2 separate regions of the Mus musculus genome follow, and region 1 is linked to region 2. A link is a contact called in public Hi-C data. All regions are on one chromosome and are shown on one strand. The core of a region is the stretch at or near the end of the contact, and the rest is flanking DNA. Distances in the headings are between cores, read along the strand shown. Region 1 overlaps Pgs1 (phosphatidylglycerophosphate synthase 1). Region 2 overlaps Gm11725 (a long non-coding RNA gene).

Region 1 (3,940 bases), core at 799-3,298, 120 kb before region 2:
GGTGAGAGGGCCTACTGGGCTGGAGGTCCTGGGTTCTATAAGAGAGTAGGCTGAGCAAGCCAGGGGAAGCAAGCCAGTAAGCAGCATCCCTCCATGGCCTCTGCATCAGCTCCTGCTTCCTGACCTATTTGAGTTCCAGTCCTGACTTCCTTTGGTGATGAACAGCCATGTGGAAGTGTAAGCTGAATAAACCCTTTCCTCTTGAATCAACTTGCTTCTTGATTATGATGTTTGTGCAGGAACAGAAACCCTAAGACACAAGGCATGTGGGAACTGTCACAATGGGGAAGCCAGCTGTGGGGACATTTGTATGGACACTCTACACATGCTGTCCTCATGTTCTGGCAGATGCATTCCTGAGCATTTGGGCCACACCTACACCCATTCTGAGGGTCACAGCTTTATGACCATCAGCATACACAGGAGGTCCTGACAGAGCCTTGCAGGGCCAGCATCATCCGAAAGAGGAGCCAGGGGAGGAGGAGGAGGAGGAAGAGGAGGAGGAGGAGGAGGAGGAGGAGGAGGAGGAGGAGGAGAAGGAGGAGCAGCAGCAGCAGCAGCAAGAGGAGCAGGAGGAGCAGCAGCAATCCCAAGTATGTCATTTGAGAAAGTGGCGCACACCTTTAGTCCCAGCACTTGGGAGGCAGAGGCAGGCGGATTTCTGAGTTTGAGGCCAGCCTGGTCTGCAGACTGAGTTCCAGGAGAGCCAAAGCCATACAGAGAAACCCTGTCTCGAAAAAACCGAGAAGAGATCAGCTCAGGAGGGACAGACTCATCAGCAGTCCCTCCAGTCAGCAGAGTTGAGAGGACACCTCACCGAAGTCTCTGAGGCACTGCCCACAGAGGTAGAGACCCAGGGCCCAGCTCCACATCCCCTGTACTTGCTTCAAACTTGTGACTGTCGCAGAGGCAGCATCCTGAAGCCAATGCCCATGCCAAACTTTCAAACTCTGTCCTCACAGCTGGCTTTCCCATCATGGCAGTCCCCACACGCCATGAATACCAGCCTCAGGTTCTATGGGCTGTTTCTGTGGAGGAGCCAGCTTGGGACTGGTTTGTAGAAGTCTCCACAGACTCAGCTCCAGTTCTGCTCTTTAGTAAACACCCAGCCAAGATCTCAATTAAATTACCAGAAACGCTTCTGCGTCCTCACAGCGGCCGCAGCAGGGATGGAGGAGGAAGTCAGCTGGTGGGGTCACAGTGCTGTGCGAGGAGCCTCTCAGGTCAGGTGGGAAGCTAAGCTCTGAACCAAACCAGGACGCTTTCAGTTCTTACTGTTCGCTCTACTAGGGAGGGACTCGGGGCTCTGGTAAAAATATCTTCCATTTTCAAGGCTCCATACACAGACAGGGCCCTTCCCTGGGTCCCAAGAGAACTGCAGCAGACTTCTGAGTGTGGGGCCACAGGCCAAGGGCTGGGCACTCGAGGCTGCACACAGCACTCAGCAACCAGACACTGAAGGTCAGGAGGCCAGCTGCAGGCCTCAAAGCACACTGCAGCAAATGGAGCCATCTAGAAACTCATCTCTACTTCACAGACCCTGAATCAATACACTGTAGAGAATGGAAGCGCTACAGCAGCTTGAGCTGCCACCTTCCCACCATCCAAAGCCCCTGGGAGGCAGGTTTGGGAAGAAACTATCCCAAGTATGTCATTTGAGAAATCAGCTCAGACCACAACCAGGCTGCTTTCTCAAAATCCAGGATGTGGGTTTAAGTCCCCATCTCAGGAAGTGGGGTCTTGTCAGTACTAGGACCTGGGGCACAAGCCTGGGCACTTGCTTCCCCAAATCTCCCAGAATTCATTCTTGCCTAGGCCAGAAGCATTAGCAGCTCTTTCTGGGGAGGCATCTGCGCACAGAGCTCTCTGCACCAGCAAGAACAATCCGGCAGACCCACTGTCCAGAGCCACAGGCTCGCCCCTTCCTCACAGTCAGGCTCCGAGGCTAACAGTTACCCTGTTATGGGAAGCCCTTAGCTTGAGAGCTTCCTCAGTCAGCTGAAGGAAATCTGCTAGCACACCCAATCACCCGCTGGCTATAGGGCATGGCTGTTGTCACTTCCCCTTGCCCTGTCACAGAACCTTACTGGCACCTGGCCCTTGGTGACAAGGTTCCAGACACAGTAGCAGGTCCAGAGAACAAAGCAGTAAGAGCCACTTCCCCACCCACTCACCAGCAAAGCTGTGAACAGCCATTCCCAAACACCGCAGCCTGATGTCAGTGTGCAGGCTAGCGGGAGGGCTCAGCACAGAAGGAGCCTGGCCTACAAGCCCGAGACGCAAATACCTTAAGAGAGCCCATTTGCATAAATGGACCTCTACCTTTCACACAGGTGTCGTGGCACACGCACATCACACTCACCTCATACACACATGATAGACTTAAATAACCAAAATAAAAACCACCAAGCACGGCTCTGGAGGTCTGCCTGGGAGCAAGAGTCCTATATCCAAGACTCCAATAGGAATCTTGTTCCAACCCACACAGGGGCTCCTGCAAAGCAAAGCTGTTAGGTCCTTCCAAGACCAAAGCGCAGGGCTCTGCTGCAGGAGAATTCACAGGACAGCATGTCTGAGTCCTGAGCTGTCTGTTGCCTGCTCCACAGGGAGGGCCACAGCCACACAGCCACAGCCAACCCTGGGATTCACCCTCCCTTTTAGAAACGACTGGGCCCCATGCCCCAGTGAGGAAATGGTGGTCTCTCCAGCATGGAAGGAGGGAATGGCCTTGGCAAGATTCAAGCCTACCCTGGCAGTGCAATCAATAGTCAAAGGTCTAGCCTTGCAGGGTTTCTCTTAGACTTGAGAGACACACAGTCTCACTTCCTGTCTTTACTGACAAAGGCACGAGCCGCCTGTGAGGACAACCATGTACCCAAGAACCCTACCGCTCCAACCAACCTGATGAAGCTGCTGCTGCAGGGACCGGCTCTCCGTCACGATGGCAATCTGGGCTTCCAGGTCCCGGTGAACTGACCTGTACCCAAAATTAGGAGAGCCAATCAGCGTGAGGCAGGGCAGGCTGCTCCCTGCCAGGTACAGCCAGAGGCCTGCGGGAAAAGGAAGTGCAGACAGGAAGTGAGCTCAACACCTGCCAGGTCTCTGCCACACACCGTCCTCTCAACCTAGGAGGGAAGCAGCCACAGGGCAGCATCAGGGCGCACTGAACCAGGCTCCCTCCTGCCTGCTACTGCCATGGTGCTCCACACCACTGAGTGCAGGGCCATTTGTCTCTCTGCTACTTCGGCTGTGGCTCACGCCCCTAGCAGGGAGAGCTGGCTTCTCTGAATGAACTTTGTCAATGATGTCCTTGGGGTCTTCCCCTCCCCCTAACTGCTCTCCAGAGACCACTAGCCCCAGCTCTTTCAACTGCCTGAAGCACCTGTTGGCAAAGTGCAGCTCAAGACGGAGCTCACCAGAGCCTCCATCCCTTCTGGGAGCCCAGAACAAACAGGCAAGTAGGCTCTACCCTACCTAACAGCAGAGGTGGCTGTCACATGGTGTTTGAGGCATTTGGTAGGACCAGGCCTGCCTACATACAGCTGCCCACCTTTTCTACCTCAGGACACCTAGGAGTTTGCTCGTGTCTCTAGTTACCACCTGCACCACATAAAGAAGTGTGCTGCCAGTGGGTCCCACAGAAGCTGCTCTGTCACAGTACACATGGGGACACTGCTGTTCTAGCAGGATCTTAAGTACTACTAGATGCCTATGGCAGGTCCCATTCTGCACTCTCTTCTATGATCTCAAGCTCCAAGGCTTCAGAGCCAAGCCCCACAGAGCTAGTCCTGAGCATCTGTCCTCCCCAGGCTAGCCTAGCAGCCTCTACCCTTCTTCCCCTTACTAGCCTGAGGAAGTTTATCCAAGAAAGCCAGCCAGCTCCCCTGGTCTGCACCAGGCCAGCTCCCTGTGGCCCTCCCATCACAGATCCTCCATCAAC
Region 2 (4,162 bases), core at 163-2,662:
TTTTTGTTTTTTCGAGACAGGGTTTCTCTGTATAGCCCTGGCTGTCCTGGAACTCACTTTGTAGACCAGGCTGGCCTCAAACTCAGAAATCTGCCTGCCTCTGCCTCCCGATTAAAGTCGTGCACCACCACACCCGGCTACAAGAGTTGGCTTTAATAATGCACCCTTGCTTTGAAATGTCCTTTCACATTCCAGTGTATGATACATAAGTGGGCTGACATCAGGAATCTACCTTTAATGCCTTCTGCCTCAGTTTTGGAGACCAGGTGCTTCCCACTTGGCCAGACTGTCTATCCAGTGAGTTCCACCCTCTGAGCACTGTGGTTACGGACCCTTGCCTCTGCAGCTGGGGTCCAAATTCAACTCCTTATGCTTGTAGCAGTCGTCCTCTGCCCCAGCCCACCTTCTTTTAGAGACTGAGTCTCATGTAGTCCAGGCTGTCTGAAAACTTGCTGTGTTGCCAAGCACGACCCTGAACTTCTGATCTGCATCTCCCTACCTTCTGACGGACGGCTGAGGGTGTTCAGTGTGAGGCAAACACTACCACAGGGTGGTGGAGATGGAGCCCGGAGCTTTGTGTACGCTGGGGCAAATGCTCTGCCAACCTCTCCACGTCCACAACCCTGCATCTGTAGCCTTGGCTTTGTACATGTCTGTGGTCCCAGCACTTGGAAAAGGAAGGAAGAAAGATCAAAAATTCAAATTCACCCTCAGACGCATTGAGTGTTTGAAAACAGAATTAATGACTGCTTAGCACAAATGGTGCCATATTCTATCTACCTCGACAGCACAGGTGAATTCACGTCGCCTGGCCCGGCTCCAGCCCACAGGAAGGCATTTGATTGGTCACTTTGCTACATGCCCCGCCCCTAGCCCCCAGAAAGGCATTTGATTGGTCATTTGCCACTGATTCCTGTCTCTTGGCTCTCTGCTGAGAAGAGCAAACCTATGGATACCCAGACCTGGAAGGAGCAGAAGAGGAGACCTCTGTCAGAAGTGAAGGGTGGGCTCCAGGCAGGCCTGAACTCCTGGCTGCCTTTGTTTCTTTCCCCTTGGGTACACAACTCTTCCTCGACTCTTGTCTTCCTGAGGCTACCAACAGTCTTCAGGTTCTAGGTGCTCAGCTTCAGAAACCTTGGGGAAGACAGGCTTCTCTTTCTCAGAGCCATTTGTGGTTTCTGAAGCTGGAGACAATCCCAGTTATCACACAGGTGTGTGTGTGTGTGTGTGCACGCGCGCACACGCGCGCGAGGGGCTGCGGGGTCGGGAGGTGGGGAGCGGCGGGATGATAAGCAATATAGAGGTGAGTAGGCACGGGTTCAAGTCTTCCTGTTTACCAACTTGGTGGCTCAGCCAAGGCAGATGTCAACTATAAGTATACACGCAATAACTCATCACAAAGGACTTTGGAGACAGTTAGAGATGGTGTGTGGAGTGTCTGCAGCTGGGGCAGCGGAAGAGAGAGGAGGAAAACCATACAGACCCACAAATCCAGAGGAAGTAACCACAGGTCTACCCGGCCCCCCACTTCTGCAAGTGCTGCCAATGACTGAACCCACGAGAGGACAGCTCACGAAGCCCTGGGGGAGCTTCTTTCAGCACAGGGCGAGGAGGGCTGTGGAAGCACCAGAAGTGTCTGCTAGATGCCAGCGCCTGGCTGGACCCTGGAAGCACAAGGCCTCTCTTCTGCAGGTGGCCTAACAAGTTGTCAGAATGGTATGAAATCTCTTCCTGGGAGACAAGCTCCCCTCTGGCTGACACCAGGCCTCAGCCCTTTCTGTCTCCTGTGGAGATTCCAGTTTCTCAGGGGTTCATTCTCTTAGAGTCTAGTAGCCAAAGGGAGGTGCCTAAGAGTCTTCTCAGAGTATCTTTCCTCCTGCCAGGACCATGACAGTCCTAGCTCCCTGATGGACAACAGCTAAGTCCCTGTGCTCCTAAGGTGACACCTGCCATCTCCTCCCGGTCCCCTAACTTCATATCTAGCCACCTGGTTCCACAGCCTTCTCCCTACAGCTATCTCAGAGCTGCCACAGCCTGTCTGTCTGGAGCACGGCCCCACTGGACCTCCTTCGGCACCAGCTGTTTCCAACCCTGCAGCCTGAGACTCTCAGCAAGTTCTTCCTGGACCCAGTAACTGCAGCAGCTGGAGAATCTAGGGCTGACTCCTGAGCCCTCAGACGCTCCACCTGGAACTGTCCCCCAGTGGCTGAGTCGGTATTTCACCACAAGACATCAGTAGTGACATTCCATGGTCCTGGTAGACCCCTCACCCTGTGGGTCTTCTGACTGGATCAAGGGGGCTAAGATCCACTCAGTCATTCAGCCAGTCCTTAAGGAAGCCAGGGGCTGCCCAGAGTCCCTACAGAGTAGAACATTCTTCCAGTGCTGACTCTGCGGCCAGGATCTATGTAAAGCTGCTGCAAGAATGAAATCAGCAAACCGGTCAGCGCTGACCTAGCTGAGAACCCGCCAGCAGGGAGCAGAGGCCATCCGACAGGGAGCCACCACGGCTACTTCTCAGTCCAGGCTATCAGTGCCACCTCCTGGCAAGCCAGCCAGGCGCCACCCCAGCACGGTCCTGCCCTCCTCATCCACCCCAACTGTGTCCAACTGCAGGGCTGTTTACACTCTGACCCCCGCTAGGAGGGCAGGAATGCTTGCTAGATTTCCAGTTTCTCCCTTCTTCCCAGAAAAGGGCTGGGACTGGGGTGGGGGTGGGGGTGGGGGCTGGAGGTAGGTTGGACAGCTGGAGCCCAGTGACAGCCCAGCAGGTCCCAAGCTAGGTATGAGCTGAGGGTAAGAACCTGCCCCCAGCCTGTCTCTGGACTTGACCCTAACATTCTAGGAAAGTGCTCCCAACGCGCTGCACAGCCCTTCATTTCTCCTGTGGGAGAAACCCCTGCTCACTTGTGGCATAGATAGTACTGCCTTCAAAACCAGAAGCAGGGCGTGGAGGTATAGACTAAGCAGGGCTCAGCGTGCTTGGCCCCTTCCTGGAGGAGGGGGCAGGACAGACAAGAGGGTCAGGTCCCTGCCAAGCTGAGCAGCTGACCCCAGAGGGAGCAGAATGTGGCTGAAATGTCCGATTGTTGCCCGAGTCGGGCCCACACAGGCGGCCAGCCTTCCCTTTATCATCCACGGCAAGCATTTACAGTCAATAAGCAGCCTAATTAATTCCCTTCAAAGACCTCTCAATTACTCACCGGCTACAGAGAACAATTAGAGCTTGCAGCAGAGAGCAGCAAGCAGCTCACAGTGGAAGTGAGGCCCGCCAGAGCCGCAGATGGACCCCCCTGGGCCTGCAGCCTCAGTGTCCCCATGGGGCCCCTTCCCTAACAGAGGCCTGGCCACGGGTCCCTGGGGCCAGCAAGGTGGTGTCATTCAAGAAGCACCATCTTCCTCCTCAGATGGGTAAACAGTTGATCTCCTCACTTCTCAAGGCAGGACACTGAAGCGGGGGCTGCTGGGACCTCTGGGGTACCACAGCCCACAAGAACGCCAAATCCAGGCTGTAGGGACCTTTCAGCCTCCAGAAAAACAATTTGTGCCTGCGGGACAAGGGAGAAAGTCAGACAGGGCTGCCGCTCAGGCTAAGCTAGACAGAATCCACTGTCCCCGCATACAACTGGGTCCCTCCAGAGGTTGGAGCATGGATGCCAGTGGGTCTCCCCTGCCCCCCGCAAGGCAAGGCCTCCCAGAGGCCCAGGGGGCTTGGCTAAGTTTGGCTTCTTTGCTCCAAGTTCCAGACTAGCTCAAGTCGCTGGCCAGGATCATTTCCCTGCCCACCTTCACTCCTACCCACGGTCCCCATTACTGGCTCCCGATTTCCTTTCTCCGCCCCCCCCTCCCAAACAACAGTCCCCCGGCATATGCAGGGTTAACTCCCAGCTGCTCCCGGCTGCCACGAGGGGGGGTGGGGGCCCGCAGGCGTGCCTGTCGGGAAGTATGGATCTCGGCAGTGGTTTTACTGGAAAAGCTGTAGCTGAAGGTGGGAGGGGGTCACCATGGCAACTTCTGGCTGTGGGAACAGGTTGGCTGGTGGGAACCAATTCTTCCAGGGGCCCAAGGGGGCCCGGGCGGTCCTGGCCACCCCAGGGGATCCTACCCGTCCCCCCTTCCCTGTAGCTCAGGGAGGCAAGGAGGCCCTCCCTAACCTGGCACC

What was found. A called contact is a pair of places that touch in the nucleus more often than the background predicts.
Region 1: a Hi-C map of the N1E-115 cell line shows a contact between it and region 2, with 6 times the contacts expected there. The contact joins two enhancer-like sites. A contact is called at or near these places in 1 of 15 datasets of contacts at CTCF or cohesin (stem cell-derived epiblast-like cells), 24 of 484 Hi-C or Micro-C datasets (CD4 T cells, CD8 T cells, the HL-1 cell line and 17 more), 30 of 115 datasets of contacts at active chromatin or transcription factors (the HPC-7 cell line, the NIH/3T3 cell line, cardiomyocytes and 18 more) and 3 of 9 other capture datasets (adipose tissue, liver and pancreatic islet).

Annotation. Positions count from the first base shown.
Region 1 is chr11:118,013,684-118,017,623 of GRCm38.p6, reverse strand. It overlaps Pgs1 (phosphatidylglycerophosphate synthase 1), which reads right to left. Exons shown (of 10, transcript NM_133757.2): 8 at 2,902-3,050. Among named protein-coding and RNA genes, the nearest start is that of Mir6933, 13 kb to the right of the region's middle. Within about 2 kb of position 2,048, at least 122 of the 459 cell types and tissues checked have an H3K27ac peak or open chromatin away from gene starts, as enhancers often do. A contact at or near this core is called in CD8 T cells, the HPC-7 cell line, the N1E-115 cell line and 1 more, where this site is marked.
Region 2 is chr11:117,889,096-117,893,257 of GRCm38.p6, reverse strand. All of the region lies in intron 2 of Gm11725 (a long non-coding RNA gene), which reads right to left. Among named protein-coding and RNA genes, the nearest start is that of Tha1, 18 kb to the right of the region's middle. Within about 2 kb of position 1,412, at least 72 of the 459 cell types and tissues checked have an H3K27ac peak or open chromatin away from gene starts, as enhancers often do. A contact at or near this core is called in CD8 T cells, the HPC-7 cell line, the N1E-115 cell line and 1 more, where this site is marked.